Linked DNA regions of Mus musculus: regions 1, 2 and 4 are each linked to region 3. A link is a contact called in public Hi-C, HiChIP or PLAC-seq and promoter capture Hi-C data. All regions are on one chromosome and are shown on one strand. The core of a region is the stretch at or near the end of the contact, and the rest is flanking DNA. Distances in the headings are between cores, read along the strand shown. Region 1 holds the start of Nkx1-2 (NK1 homeobox 2). Region 2 has its middle 16 kb from the start of Gm35249. Region 3 holds the start of 2310057M21Rik (RIKEN cDNA 2310057M21 gene). Region 4 has its middle 9.4 kb from the start of Gm35147.

Evidence for each region. Promoter capture Hi-C pulls out the DNA fragments that hold promoters and counts their contacts. A called contact is a pair of places that touch in the nucleus more often than the background predicts. HiChIP or PLAC-seq counts read pairs in DNA pulled down with a chosen protein or histone mark.
Region 1: a contact with region 3 is called in an H3K27ac HiChIP or PLAC-seq map of extraembryonic endoderm stem cells, with 7 times the contacts expected there. The contact joins the promoter of Nkx1-2 here to the promoter of 2310057M21Rik in region 3. A contact is called at or near these places in 5 of 39 promoter capture datasets (cranial neural crest, hematopoietic stem and progenitor cells, maxillary cranial neural crest and 2 more), 1 of 484 Hi-C or Micro-C datasets (B cells), 3 of 115 datasets of contacts at active chromatin or transcription factors (astrocytes, extraembryonic endoderm stem cells and large pre-B cells) and 2 of 9 other capture datasets (adipose tissue and embryonic stem cells).
Region 2: a promoter capture Hi-C map of pre-B cells shows a contact between it and region 3, with 7 times the contacts expected there. The contact joins the enhancer-like site here to the promoter of 2310057M21Rik in region 3. A contact is called at or near these places in 16 of 39 promoter capture datasets (the 3T3-L1 cell line, 3T3-L1-derived adipocytes, the C10 cell line and 11 more), 1 of 15 datasets of contacts at CTCF or cohesin (pro-B cells), 4 of 484 Hi-C or Micro-C datasets (the G1E-ER4 cell line, adipose-derived mesenchymal stem cells, pre-B cells and 1 more), 2 of 115 datasets of contacts at active chromatin or transcription factors (astrocytes and stem cell-derived neural progenitor cells) and 2 of 9 other capture datasets (adipose tissue and liver).
Region 4: a contact with region 3 is called in a Hi-C map of B cells, with 6 read pairs. The contact joins the enhancer-like site here to the promoter of 2310057M21Rik in region 3. A contact is called at or near these places in 4 of 39 promoter capture datasets (the C10 cell line, hippocampal neurons, liver and 1 more), 1 of 484 Hi-C or Micro-C datasets (B cells), 2 of 115 datasets of contacts at active chromatin or transcription factors (embryonic stem cells and large pre-B cells) and 2 of 9 other capture datasets (adipose tissue and liver).

What each region holds. Positions count from the first base shown.
Region 1 is chr7:132,598,001-132,601,177 of GRCm38.p6, reverse strand. It overlaps Nkx1-2 (NK1 homeobox 2), which reads left to right and starts at 1,541. Exons shown (of 2, transcript NM_009123.2): 1 at 1,541-1,865. The coding sequence starts at 1,652.
Region 2 is chr7:132,552,545-132,555,483 of GRCm38.p6, reverse strand. No RefSeq gene overlaps it. Among named protein-coding and RNA genes, the nearest start is that of Gm35249, 16 kb to the right of the region's middle. Within about 2 kb of position 1,308, at least 5 of the 459 cell types and tissues checked have an H3K27ac peak or open chromatin away from gene starts, as enhancers often do.
Region 3 is chr7:131,361,298-131,364,195 of GRCm38.p6, reverse strand. It overlaps 2310057M21Rik (RIKEN cDNA 2310057M21 gene), which reads left to right and starts at 1,470. Exons shown (of 6, transcript NM_026655.4): 1 at 1,470-1,688; 2 at 2,260-2,463. The coding sequence starts at 1,525.
Region 4 is chr7:132,473,810-132,476,661 of GRCm38.p6, reverse strand. No RefSeq gene overlaps it. Among named protein-coding and RNA genes, the nearest start is that of Gm35147, 9.4 kb to the right of the region's middle. Within about 2 kb of position 1,386, at least 51 of the 459 cell types and tissues checked have an H3K27ac peak or open chromatin away from gene starts, as enhancers often do. A contact at or near this core is called in B cells, where this site is marked.

The DNA.
Region 1 (3,177 bases), core at 292-2,791, 1.2 Mb before region 3:
TCTGGGCACTTCCTTCCCTTAGCTTTAAAAGCTCATTCCGTCTTTACTTTAGGTCTGGAGCTGGCTTGAATTTCGGCAAGGCTTTAAAGTCGGCAGGGAATATGGTGGCCACCCCTGGGAGGGGCTGAAAGGTTTGAATGAGAAAAGCTACAAGGAGCAAGCCCCCAAGGACACCTCTTTAATAACAGATTGGATGAGCAGCTCCCAGCACTTTAGTGAGGAGTCCCCTCCTCTTCCTACTTCTTACCTGCTTAGACAATATTAATTGTCAAGACATTGTCTGGGAACCACATGGGGCAAAGAAGAAAGAAGTGGCGGGGGGGGGGGGGGGTTCCAAGGCGGTTCTGTGCAGAGGGGCTAATGCTTCAGAATTTGTCGCTGAAATGAATGCCTTAAAAAAAAAAAAAGGAATATCACCGTGGGTGTGGCTATGCAGACTTTCCCTCACTGCTAATGCCGGCTGTCCTCCCTGGAGACTTGGGGGGCAGATGGGGCCATTTTAATCGGCTCTCATCTCTGGTCTTAAATTCAAACCACTAGGCATCTTTTAACCTTTTCCTTCTTCACGCTGGGAAAGGAACCCAGAGAGTCAATTTCTGATGTTAATGATAGAATCTGTGACTGAGAAGTCCTGACAGGCAATGAAAATGGTATCCGAGGAGGGATACTCACCTTTAGCCAAGCCACCTAGCCCTAAGCCTTCAGCTCTCTGGGCAGGCGTATTTCCATAGACCCCTTTTGACCAGGCCCTGCTGGTCTTCCGAGTGGAAAGAAAAAACTCCCCTCCAAGAAGGTTCCCCCCCCCCCCCCGCACACACACACATATCCTAAGCCATCAGGATGACCTGAAAAACCTTGGCCCAGTCCAGACTCTTGTCATCTGTAGCGCCACCGCTCATCTTTGAACCTCATTTTCCTTCTGTTTGAAACCACAGACTGTGGTTCCCAGGCCACACCCACCTCACAGGGGGGAATGCCTAGAAAATCAAAAGAGAGTGAGAAAGCCCCAGGGCTTTATAAACTGTAAATGCACAGAGGCTTTAAAATTTTTACGTAAATGTGCCCGAAGCCTTTACTGTGGTTCAGGGATGGGGCTTGAGATGCACCGTGCATCATGGCGAAGCAATCAGGTCTGGCCTCTGTGGCATCGCCAGGTCAAAGGAAGATGGCAAGTGCCCCAAGAGAAATAAGTAAACTTCAGTCAGGTGAATGTGTGTGCAGATGAGGTAGCGGAGATGGAATCCTCCCTCACGCCCTTCACGAGTCTCCGCAGCATGGAAAGATTTTCACACAGCATGCCACGGTGACCCGGCGAACCGGGAGCGCGCATTGGCGCGCGAGGGTCCCTCTAGTCAGCGCTCCCTCCCCCCTCCGGCTGCCCAGGATAGTCTCGTGGAGGCTGCAAGCGCTCACTGCACGTGGAAGGGGTCTGGCCAGCTCAAGTGCCAATCCTCAAGCAGCCCCCCCCCCCGCCCCCTTCCCCGCTTCTCTCCTCCCGCCCCGCCTCCTTGCCCCCCTCTACAGCTTCACTTGGCGGGGAAATTCCAGTTCGCGGCTGGAGAGCTGTGGCCAAACCACTGCAGAAGACAGCGGCTGAGCGCATCCAGCCCCGACCCCAGTACGGCTGGCCTCGGGCCCGCGGGAGGCGGGCATGTTGGCATGGCAGGACGTCGGGGCCAAGGCGGCCCCCTCTCACCACAAGATCTCCTTCTCTGTCTTGGACATCTTGGATCCGCAAAAATTCACGCGAGCTGCCCTCCCGCCGGTGCGTCTCGCTGCCCTGGAAGCCAAGAAAAGTTTAGAAGAGGTGGAAGCAGGGCAAGATGCTTGTTCGGGGAATCCAATCGGGTCACAGGAGACCCCTGGTAAGAATGTGAGGCGGTTTTAAGCCTAAGTGGTGTGTGTGTGTGTGTGTGTGTGTGTGTGTGTGTGTGTGTAGTAGTCAAGGTTTATTGGTAGCCTGGGAACTAGAAAAGGTGATCCCGCGCAGGTGCGAAGCGAGCCATCCCTACTTGGAAGAGGACAGAGGTAGGGACGTGGCTGAGATTGCCAGGACCAGTGTGTGCTTTTTTCCTGAACACCTGCTCAGTGAATGAGCGCCACAACTCTGACTGGCTCACATAAACTACAGCTCAGGCTCACTGATCTAATGGAAGTGTATTGTGCTCTCCACGTGCTAGAACCTGGGCGAGGAGCTTGGGATAAAGGTTATGAAAATACCTTCCAACTATGTAGTGTCATTAACACCACTCCCATTTTATGTATGGGGCAACCGAGGCTCGGGCCTTCCCCGGATTAGGTGCTTTTTTTTCAACCACTCGGAAACATCTTTAGAGCCCATGCTCTTTCCCGGACTCAACAGGGGACGCCCCCACCCCCAATAGCTTTTGGTGTTCTCTTCTAGACCTTTCCCCCTTATCCCTGAAGTTGGTGGACACAAAAGAAAGGGTTCCGGAAAGTTTGTGGCTGGAAGAACTTAAGATAGCAGGATTCATGCTTAGTGGGACATGAGCATGGGATTGATTATCTGGGGAGACGCTGAAGGTCTAGGGATTCAGGTCCCAGGGAGGGCTGTATATAGCACAGCCCCTCCTCCTCCTTCCTAAGTTTGGAGGTGATTGTCTGGGGCCCCCGGAAGCCTCTGGTGGCCTGGCTTGGGTCCCGGCCGCGGGCCTGGATTAATTGTTTGGATGGTCTCTCTGTGGGGCCGCGCTCCCCTCCCCCTAACTCCTTGATCGATATTCTATTACTGGCGCCTGCATATCTCCTGCCCGCAGCTTGCAGGTACTGACTTCAAACCCCCTTTCCCTGTCTGATCCTAATATTGTTCGATTAAAACTTACCTTTAATAGATGACATCTATCGATCAGGCCCCGGACAAATCTGAAACTCTATTAACACTACTGGAGAGAGAAGATGGGAAAGGGGGAATTTCTCTTTTTTGGGGGGATGGGGGTTTAATAACTTCTTTTTTAATTGCTAGGAGTTGCACAGCAACATAGGCTCCTAGGGACTAGAGAGATGCACTAGTAAACGCACTTGACATTCCCTATCATAATGCACAGCCGACTTTGCTCTTCCCGGTTTGATAAAGTCACTATACTTTCTTGAAACGGGGTGTCATCCAACATGTACTTCTTGTGTGCCTACTTACTGGCAGATTTGTAAAGGACACTG
Region 2 (2,939 bases), core at 59-2,558, 1.2 Mb before region 3:
GCAGAATCCTTCACCTTCCCGTCTTACAAGCTGCCGACTATGGAAGGGTCCACCCCCCCATAACTCTCAAGCCTGCTGACATCCAGTTAGCTCTAGTGGATAGTCCTAGTGACTCCATTACCTCTCTACCTTCTCACTGAGGACTAACTAGCTACCTGTAGCCATGATAAAAAAGCAAAACAAAACAAAACATGATCAAGAACTAAGAAAGTTTACTTTGGCTTACATTTCCAAAGAACGCAGAGCCATTGTTAGGAAGGACTAGCAGCAGAGCCAGAACAAGGGGCTGAGAGAGCACATGTTGTTGTTGTTTCATGAGACAGGGTCTGGAACTCATGCTGTAGACCAGGCTGGCCTTGAATTCCTGCCTCTGCCTCCTGAGTGCTGGGATTAAGGATATGTGCCACTGTCTCTTTAACTTGGAGCATGAAGCAGGGAGTAAAATGAAGTGAGCTGAGGTTCTCAAATCCTGTCCCCAACAACATACTTCCCCCAGCAAGGTTGTACCTCCCTATAACCTCTCCGAGCAGTACTACCAACTGGGGACCTAGTGTCAAATGCCTGAGTCTGTGGGGGTCAATTTTCATTTCCGTCACCGCAAGTAGAGAAGAAATGTCCACCTAGAAGGTAGGGGCATCTACTTACACACCATTCCCTTCACTCTGTGGACGTTTGTTTTGGATTCTCACCTCCCAGAGTATCTCATCAAAATCAGTCATGGCTTACATGACAACATTGAGGTTGGATGAGGACCTCTGGTTTTCCTAAAATAATGCGCCAGATGAAACCAGCATTGGTGTCAAGGGCCTTGGAGCATCCCCAATGTGTGGGCACACACTTCCTACAGGAATACCAACTTCTTGGTCCTTGATACAGTCACCGGACCTCTCATCCCATCTCTCTGTTACATTGCAATCTCTGGAGCTGGGACCTCGGTGTCAGGATAGCATATATCCACAGGGGATTGTAAGAGTTAAACCTTTCGTGGGTGGGTGTTTAAGTATAAAATTCAAGGTGTCATCCATTCAGTCATGCCAGGCTCTGAGCTGCCATTAATGGGCCACTGGGGAGGGAGGCTCACAGACCTTATGGGGCTTTTTAGTAGGCATATTTATTGGAAAAAATGTTTATGAAGTTCTGCTTGGCTGGCCCCGAGGATTGGCACTGGTTCAGAGAAACTGCTTTTATCAAGCAGTCTGTGCTAGGCACTGTTCCAAATATGTTAATGTTTGTCACAGGTGCGGTTACCTCCAATTACAGATGGGGAAAGCAAGGTTTTGGAAAGGATATTTGCCTGACTCACTTAAATAGGTAGCAGTAATGCCCAGGGCAGGCAGGACTAGGCTCTGAGGAGGCAAGGGCATTCTAGGTGTCCCTGGGGCTGGAGGTTGGCACTACCACCCCTTTGTTTCCGGAGCATGGCTGAGATGCCCCTCGTGTATGTAAAAGCATTTCAATTCATTTCTAGTTTGGGGAAGAGATTCTTTAAAATGCCAGTGGGAGCCATTGTGGTGAATAATAAATACACAATAGCAACTTACTCCTGTGAGGAAAAACTCAAGTCATGCTAGGACTTCTTCCATGGTTCCATGAGTGTAGAGTAGCTTGCTTCAGAGCTTTATTAGCTTCCTACCTCAACCTTTATTTTTATTAACTTGCAAAGGATGCTCACCCCTTTGCATCAACCTGTTCCTTTTTTTCTTTTTTCTTTTCTTTTCTTTTCTTTTCTTTTCTTTTTTTTTTCTTTTTTTTTTTTTTTTTGTTTTTTTCGAGACAGGGTTTCTCTGTGTAGTCCTGGCTGTCCTGGAACTCACTATGTAGACCAGGCTGGCCTCGAACTCAGAAATCCACCTGCCTCTGCCTCTCAAGTGCTGGGATTAAAGGCGTGCGCCACCACACCTGGCTCAACCTGTTCCTTTTAAATGTTCATGAAACATCTGGTCTTTATAAGTTGCATCAGGGTGGGTAAGGATAAGACCTTAGGTGGAGGGCAACATAAGGGGAAAAGGGTTTCCCAGAAGAAACCAAGCAAGATTAAGAGAGCAGGTGTATAAAAGAGATCACAAGTGTGTGTGTGTGTGTGTGTGTGTGTGTGTATGTGTGCGTGCACGCACACATGCCTCTGTATGCACATGTGTGTGCACAGTTGCATGCAGGAGTTTCCAGACCATGACAGATAGAGAGCCTGCAATGGAAGTCCATGTAGCTGTGTCATGCTCTTCTGGTGTCTTTCATGAGAGGAGCTCTGAGACTCCTCTCATGGGGATGTGGACACCTTTTTATGGTCTGCTCTTAATGCAGGTAAGGGGTTTTCACCCTCCCTGTGCTTGGGTGGACACCAGCCATGCTTATCCTAAGAAAAGTTATTTTTATTTTATATGTATATGTGCGTATGCCTGAGCGTATGTTTATGCACCACATGCGTGTCGGTACTTCAGGAGGCAAATAGAGGGTGTTGGGTCTTCCTGGAGTAACAGGAGATTGTGAGTTGCCCTCTGTGTGTGCTGGGAACTGAACCCAGGTTTTTTGCAGAGTAGCATGCCCTAAACGCTGTAGTTTTACAGTGTCATTATCTGAACCCTAAGAGCAGAACTTGGGTTAAAGTGGTTCAGCCTAAGCACTGACAGTTTGTCCTAGATGACAGCTTGTCCTAGATGACAGCTCGTCATATAAACTGGCGACATCACACTTGGAAACCTGCTGATCACGGTAGGATCCCCCCAGGCTAGCAGGTGGTAGGTGAGGGGTTACTAATATAACAGCCCCTAATCTGGTTTGCCTTAACTACTAATTTATGGTTCCTGGGTTCTAAGCCTTGTATTTTATAGTAACACAATGGAACTGACTTCAAGATGTGTATGCACACAGTGCATAAACTCCCAAGTTTTTCCTAGAGAACACTGTGGCAGCCCTGTCTGTGTGCCCCAGGTTTGTTCTTT
Region 3 (2,898 bases), core at 221-2,720:
CCGTAGTGCTCTGATGCAGCAGCCAAGGGAGATGCCTTCGCTTTAAGGTCTCTTAAAATCCCATGTTCTGGACACTCAGGGGCTATACCTAGAATAAAGACTTTCAATTGGTTGTGCACTCTGAGGGGGCTCCCCATACTAAACAGAACAAGAATGATGACCACTTAGAATGTGGGGAATTTCTTTTAAAAATATAAATTGAGCCTTTTAGAATTAAAGGTTACTGTTTCTAGATTTTGTTTATACTGAATCTCTGATTTCTCTTTCAAACTTGATGAACACATTATACATACACTCTGGTGACTGTCTATAGAATTCAATCATCTTTTTCTTGATGACATAAACACGTTTTTTGAACAGGGGTACACATACAGACTAAAATGAAAATTAAAGCAAAACGTTTTTTCTGAGCGATGAACAAAAAGTTCTGGGACAAAACTAGGTTATGGCTGAACAAAACTTCCCCAGAAATTATATATAAGGCCTCAAGCACAACTTTAAAATTCAGGTACTCCACATTTCTGTAAACAAATTTCTCCCCTCGCCTCAATAGATGTTTAAATTATCTACACAACCCACTTCAGGAAGATAATGGGGGTGGGTATGGGGTGGAACGACAGCCGATACCTAGCTTTCTTTCCAATGAGTATAAAGTTTCAAGTCCCACTTGTCACCACAGAAAGTTTGACCGTACAATGTACTTCTGAAGGGACCAAGGCCCATTGCCAGTTTTTGTCAAGGTTATGAGTGAGAAACCTTAAGTCGCAGCTTTGAGCCTCTTGGACATTTTTAACCTTGAGAATTCTGTCATTTAGGACGTGCAAGCACGCTCCACCGGGTTCCTGAGGCTCGGAAGCCGGGTCTTAGTGGGTTCAGTGTTTAGTGCCTTCGGCCACTCAGCATTATTCTGCAATGCTAAGCGCCGCGCTCCACTCTACAGCCCACGGAGGTGACCTGAGCAGTGAAACAACGCGATCAGCCGTGGTCGCACTGCTTCAAAAGCAGCCTGCATGGCCTTCACTCCACGGGCTGGCGCAGGAAGGGTCCCCGGAGTCCTCTTCCGAGGACCTCGGATTGGGAGCTGGCTTTACAGGCTGCTTGAGCCAAGGAGACCGCACCTATCTGCTTTGGTACCACCCTCAGGGTGCCGACACCGCCCAGGCGCCACCCCACCTCCCACCCTAAAGCGTCGCTGCTTTGCCAACGTGGAAATAAACCCCTGGGTTCCCGCGCGCAGAGCACTGCGCATGCGCGCGGCACCTGCCCCAGGAGCGGAGGAATTCCGCGCACGAGCCAACCCCTGGCTCTTTTCCGCGGAGATTTTAAACCAACTTCTGGAAGGGAGACGAACACGCATGCGCACGTGTGGTGGTTGGGTCCCGGGATGGGAAGGGTTGGAGTGGGATGGGGTGGGGTCGGGGGAAGAACCGGAAGTTGTGCTGAACCTTCACCTCCCCTGGGCACTGAAGGAAACGCAAGCTCTGCGAGAGAGGTTCCGACGCCGCCTGGGTTGGAGGAGACAGAATGGAGACCGCGATCGAAGACGCGGGACTGGACCGCGGCCCGACGCTGACCTCGTCCTGGGATGCGGCGTGCGGGGCGCTGACCCAAAGCCTTTTTCTTACCCGGACTGGGCCACGTGCCCAAGACTTGGACTTCGAGCAGCTACTGGAGCCGCCAGCTCCGAGGTGCGCCGGGCCAGGGCCGGGGTCGGGTGACAGTCACGCTGCTGAGGAGCCGGGAGGAGGACGGGAGCCGAGACGGGCGAGGGAGCCGAGCGAGGCCGCGGGGACGGCATGGGGGAGAGCGGTGGTGCCTGGAGGTGGGCGAGGCTGCGGGCAAAGGGTGCGCGCTGGGCCGGAGAGGCCGGGAAACTCGTGTTCAAGATGCCCTCCTGTTACAATCCTCCTCGCCCCCCACCCGCGAACGCCCCCAGTCTTCTATTTGGGGGGAACAAGAACCACGGCGTCTTGGAAAAAGACACATGGTTGTTTTAACATTCAGTAAACGCTTTTAATTGACTGCGAATGAATTAGATAGTTGAATAGGCTGTCCACGGTCTAGGAAAAGTGGACGGGAATGAATGCCCTGACGCCTCAAACCTCTGTTCCTTATTAATTCTGTGAGAAGTATCTGTGGGTGATGGGGAAGGTTCTTGGTTCTCATGGCAAGTAGAGGTGAGTTTGAAAGGATTAATGGGTTATGCTTCTACTCGGAAAACTTATCTCTGTGATTTTTTTTTTTCAATTTTCTTCTCAGCCAGGATCCGGTTAGTCTGAAAAGCAGCCTGAGCCCCCGAGATGAAAACCCCTGCTTCATTTACCTGAACTGTGGCCCTAATGGGGGTGAAGAAATCCTTTCGGTTGGCGTTCTGAGTTCAGCAAGAAACATGGAAGTATACTTAGGAGAGGAGTATTGTGGAACCAGTCGAGGCAAGACTGCCTGCACTGTCCTGGATGACAGGTTTGTGACTTGTCTAGATGAAAGTGTTCATATGAATCAGTGTCTTTATTCTCAGCTCGTAATGTTTGTGGATTTTCTGAGACTGACAGGACAGGAGTCATTAGGGAAGAGAAGTTAAAAACATGCCAATAGACATAGGTTAGACCACTAAGCCTTCCAACGGCAGGGTTGATGAGCAAGCTTAAAAATATGGAGATTTCGGGCTAGTTAACTGGAAGTGAGTTGGCGGGTCACTGGTAATTAGTGGAAGAGCTTTATTAGAATGCAGTCCAGGTAAGCATTCTTGTTCTCACGTATCTCAGCAGGATCTGTTTAACAACCATTAGACATTCTGAAACTGACTCTCTTCCCTTCTAGAAGGCTCCTTGTGATTGATATATCAAACTAAGACTGTCACGGCAGCCTATTTACTGACCTATTAAAAGATGGACAGTT
Region 4 (2,852 bases), core at 137-2,636, 1.1 Mb before region 3:
TTATCAGAAGATCTGGATCTGGTTCCCAGCACCCATATGTTGACTTACAACCATCTGTAACTACAGTTCCAGGGGACCCAGTGTCATCTCCTGGCCTCTGTGGGCACTGCATGCATGCAGTGCATGTACATACATTCAGACAACCATACACATGTATAAAAATAAACCCTCCTTTACAACCAAAATTTTAGAGCAAAAATCCTGCTTCCTGCGGTCCCAATAGCTGACTCTTCTACCTATGGCAATATGCCAATTACAGAGATCACAACAGCCAGAAACAGGGAGGAAGGAGGCTTACTCAGTGTGGCCACATGGGGACAAATATTAAAGGGGTCAACTGATCCCTGACATGAACTGTGGGCTCTTTGTTGGCAGATAGCTGCGAGGAGAGCCGGTCTCTCTGGGTCTGAATGGGATGGTGAGTGGTGTCCCAAGAGGAACCACACCGGGCTGGGAATCTTGTCGAAGCAGGGACTCGATTTAATGTGGCAGCAATTTGCTTATATAGGCAGGGCAAGGAGGTGGGGATAGGGGTATGGGGTGAGATGACGTATGGGGAGGTGTGAGATGATGAAGGATATGGGGTGACTTCACAGGGCCTATGAAAATTTTAGACATTAGTGGTGGCTAGGCAGAGGCAATTTCATCTATGCCATGTTGAGTCATTTTCAAGTGGAGGTGAATGACTGTTCTCGAAAATCAAACTAGGCTCAGGTTTGTCTTCAAGGCCCAAACAGAGGCCAAGTAGGGCCCAACAATGAACCTTGGATATTTGTAGAGCCAGGCAGGCAAGAGGTCCAAAGAATTAAGCATTTCTGGCCGGTGGGATCTGCTTGGTTCTGGTGTCTCAAGGTGGCCTGGAGAAGTCTGTCACTGCTTGGGGCTGAGGTTGGGGCTCTCCACTTGTCATGAGATAATGCCTTCTGCTCCACAGCCCAGCCTTGCCTGCTTTGACAATTGCCCCTGTTTGGGAGGAGTCTGTCTTGCAGGTTCCCCATTGCTTGGTGTTGTTTCAGTTGCCTGCTACAGATGTGCTTTGCAACGAGTCCTTTTGCTCCTGGAATCCAAGGTGACTGGAAAGGACAGGTGAAGGAGGCAAGCAACCGAGCCAAAGAGAGCCAGGATGGGGTTAGCTAGGACAGTGACCAAGATTCCATCACACCACCAAGATTAAGACCCACACCTGTGTTGTGCTCATACGTGGATAGGAGGCTGGCACCACAGAGGCTGTGACATGGCAGCTGGGTTTTGAAGGGTGAACATGAGTTTTCTAGGGTTCCTTTGAAAGAAGAAGGAGTACTTCAGGCTAGGAAACTAGCCTACACAGGGCATGAGCAGGAGGGCATGGAGGATTTTGTATGTAATGTGGCTGGGGCGGAGGCAGAGGGCGCTATAGGAACAGTAACCAATGCTGCCCCTCCCGTGGTTAAAGCTTATGTCCTGCTTTGGTAAGTGGCTGTGGGTTCCAGAGCTTCTTAATTTGCTGATGCTCTGAACCTCCCTATTGGTGATGGATGGCATGGAAGGACAGGGCTGGAGGAAGACAGATCGACATGAGTTTGTTTTTCCAGCCTTTGGGCTAGGACCAAGTCTTCTGGGAGACAAGTAGCTGACCCGAGGAAGCAGTCAGGAGGGCAAAGGCTGCATGGCACCTCTGAGGCACCTCTGAGCTGATGGGTGGCTCAGAAATATGTCCACACAGTCTTTGACACTTCCTAATAAGATGCAGTGTTGATGTCTGCTCCCCTCGGATTTGGGCCAGCTCCTTCAGGACAAACTGCTGCAGAAGCAATAATTGTCAGAGGCTACGCCCTGGGTCAATCAGGACACTCCACTTTGACACTCAAAGAAAGAGAGTTGTGCCCATGTGGCTGCAGGCTGGACAGAGCCAGGCTGCAGGAAGGCCTTATACTCATACCCAGGGGATTCACTAAGGCCCTCACTGACAGCAACAGATTAGATGACTCTAGATGCCAGTTTTGGGGTCCCACCAACTGGGGCCCCTACACTGTGGGGTAGCAATGAGCTGTCCAGCTCTGCCTTGTCTAGATTTCTGGCCTGCAAGATATGATCCATAACTCAGAGAACAGCTGCTCTGGACCTTTTGGTGGAAGTTGAATGTCTATAGGGAAAGTTCCTGGGACAAGTGGTCCAAGGGACTTGATGGCCTCTTAGACACAAGAATGAGGAAGAAAGGGCATGAGAGATGTCCCTATGTGACCAGCTTCTCATTGGATGCTATCTGGAGAGAAGGGATGGAGGGGAACCAGACAGGGACTCAGTCAGATAGGTTCCCTGCTGACTGCTCCCCAGAGAGCCCTGAGCTGCCTTTGACAGTTTATAGCAGTTCCTGCTGAGTGGGGTTCTTGCCTGGTTCTTCTTAGCCTTACTGGGTCCTGGATCTCAGGCCTCTGCCTGGCCACAAACTCCCAGACCTTCTGACATTAGCAGAGGGCATGAAGGCCCTGTTCCCTATTATGTTTTGGTGCTCCTAAGTGATTAGATTCCCTCCCCACAGTAGCCTCCTCCTGTCAGGGTTTAGTTCCTCTGGCTATGAGACCCCAGGGCTGTAGATCTGGCATTAGAGAATTGGGGGTACAGGCTACAAGAGTGATTTGGAACTGCCTGCTGTGCTGTGACCCAGGATCATCTTGTAGGGTGGGGCTTAGGGAGGGTGTATCTGGGCAGGGAGGGACCCTTGAGGAGCCAAGGGTAGCTTGGTTCTGCCATTGTTCCGCCATGTTTCCTTGGGGTTGAGGTCCACAGCTGATGGGCCTCTGATGGCTGGTGTTTAAACGCTAGTTTCAAAGCTTTTCCTGTTGGAAAGTGGTTCAGGGCAGGTAGGAGTGAGG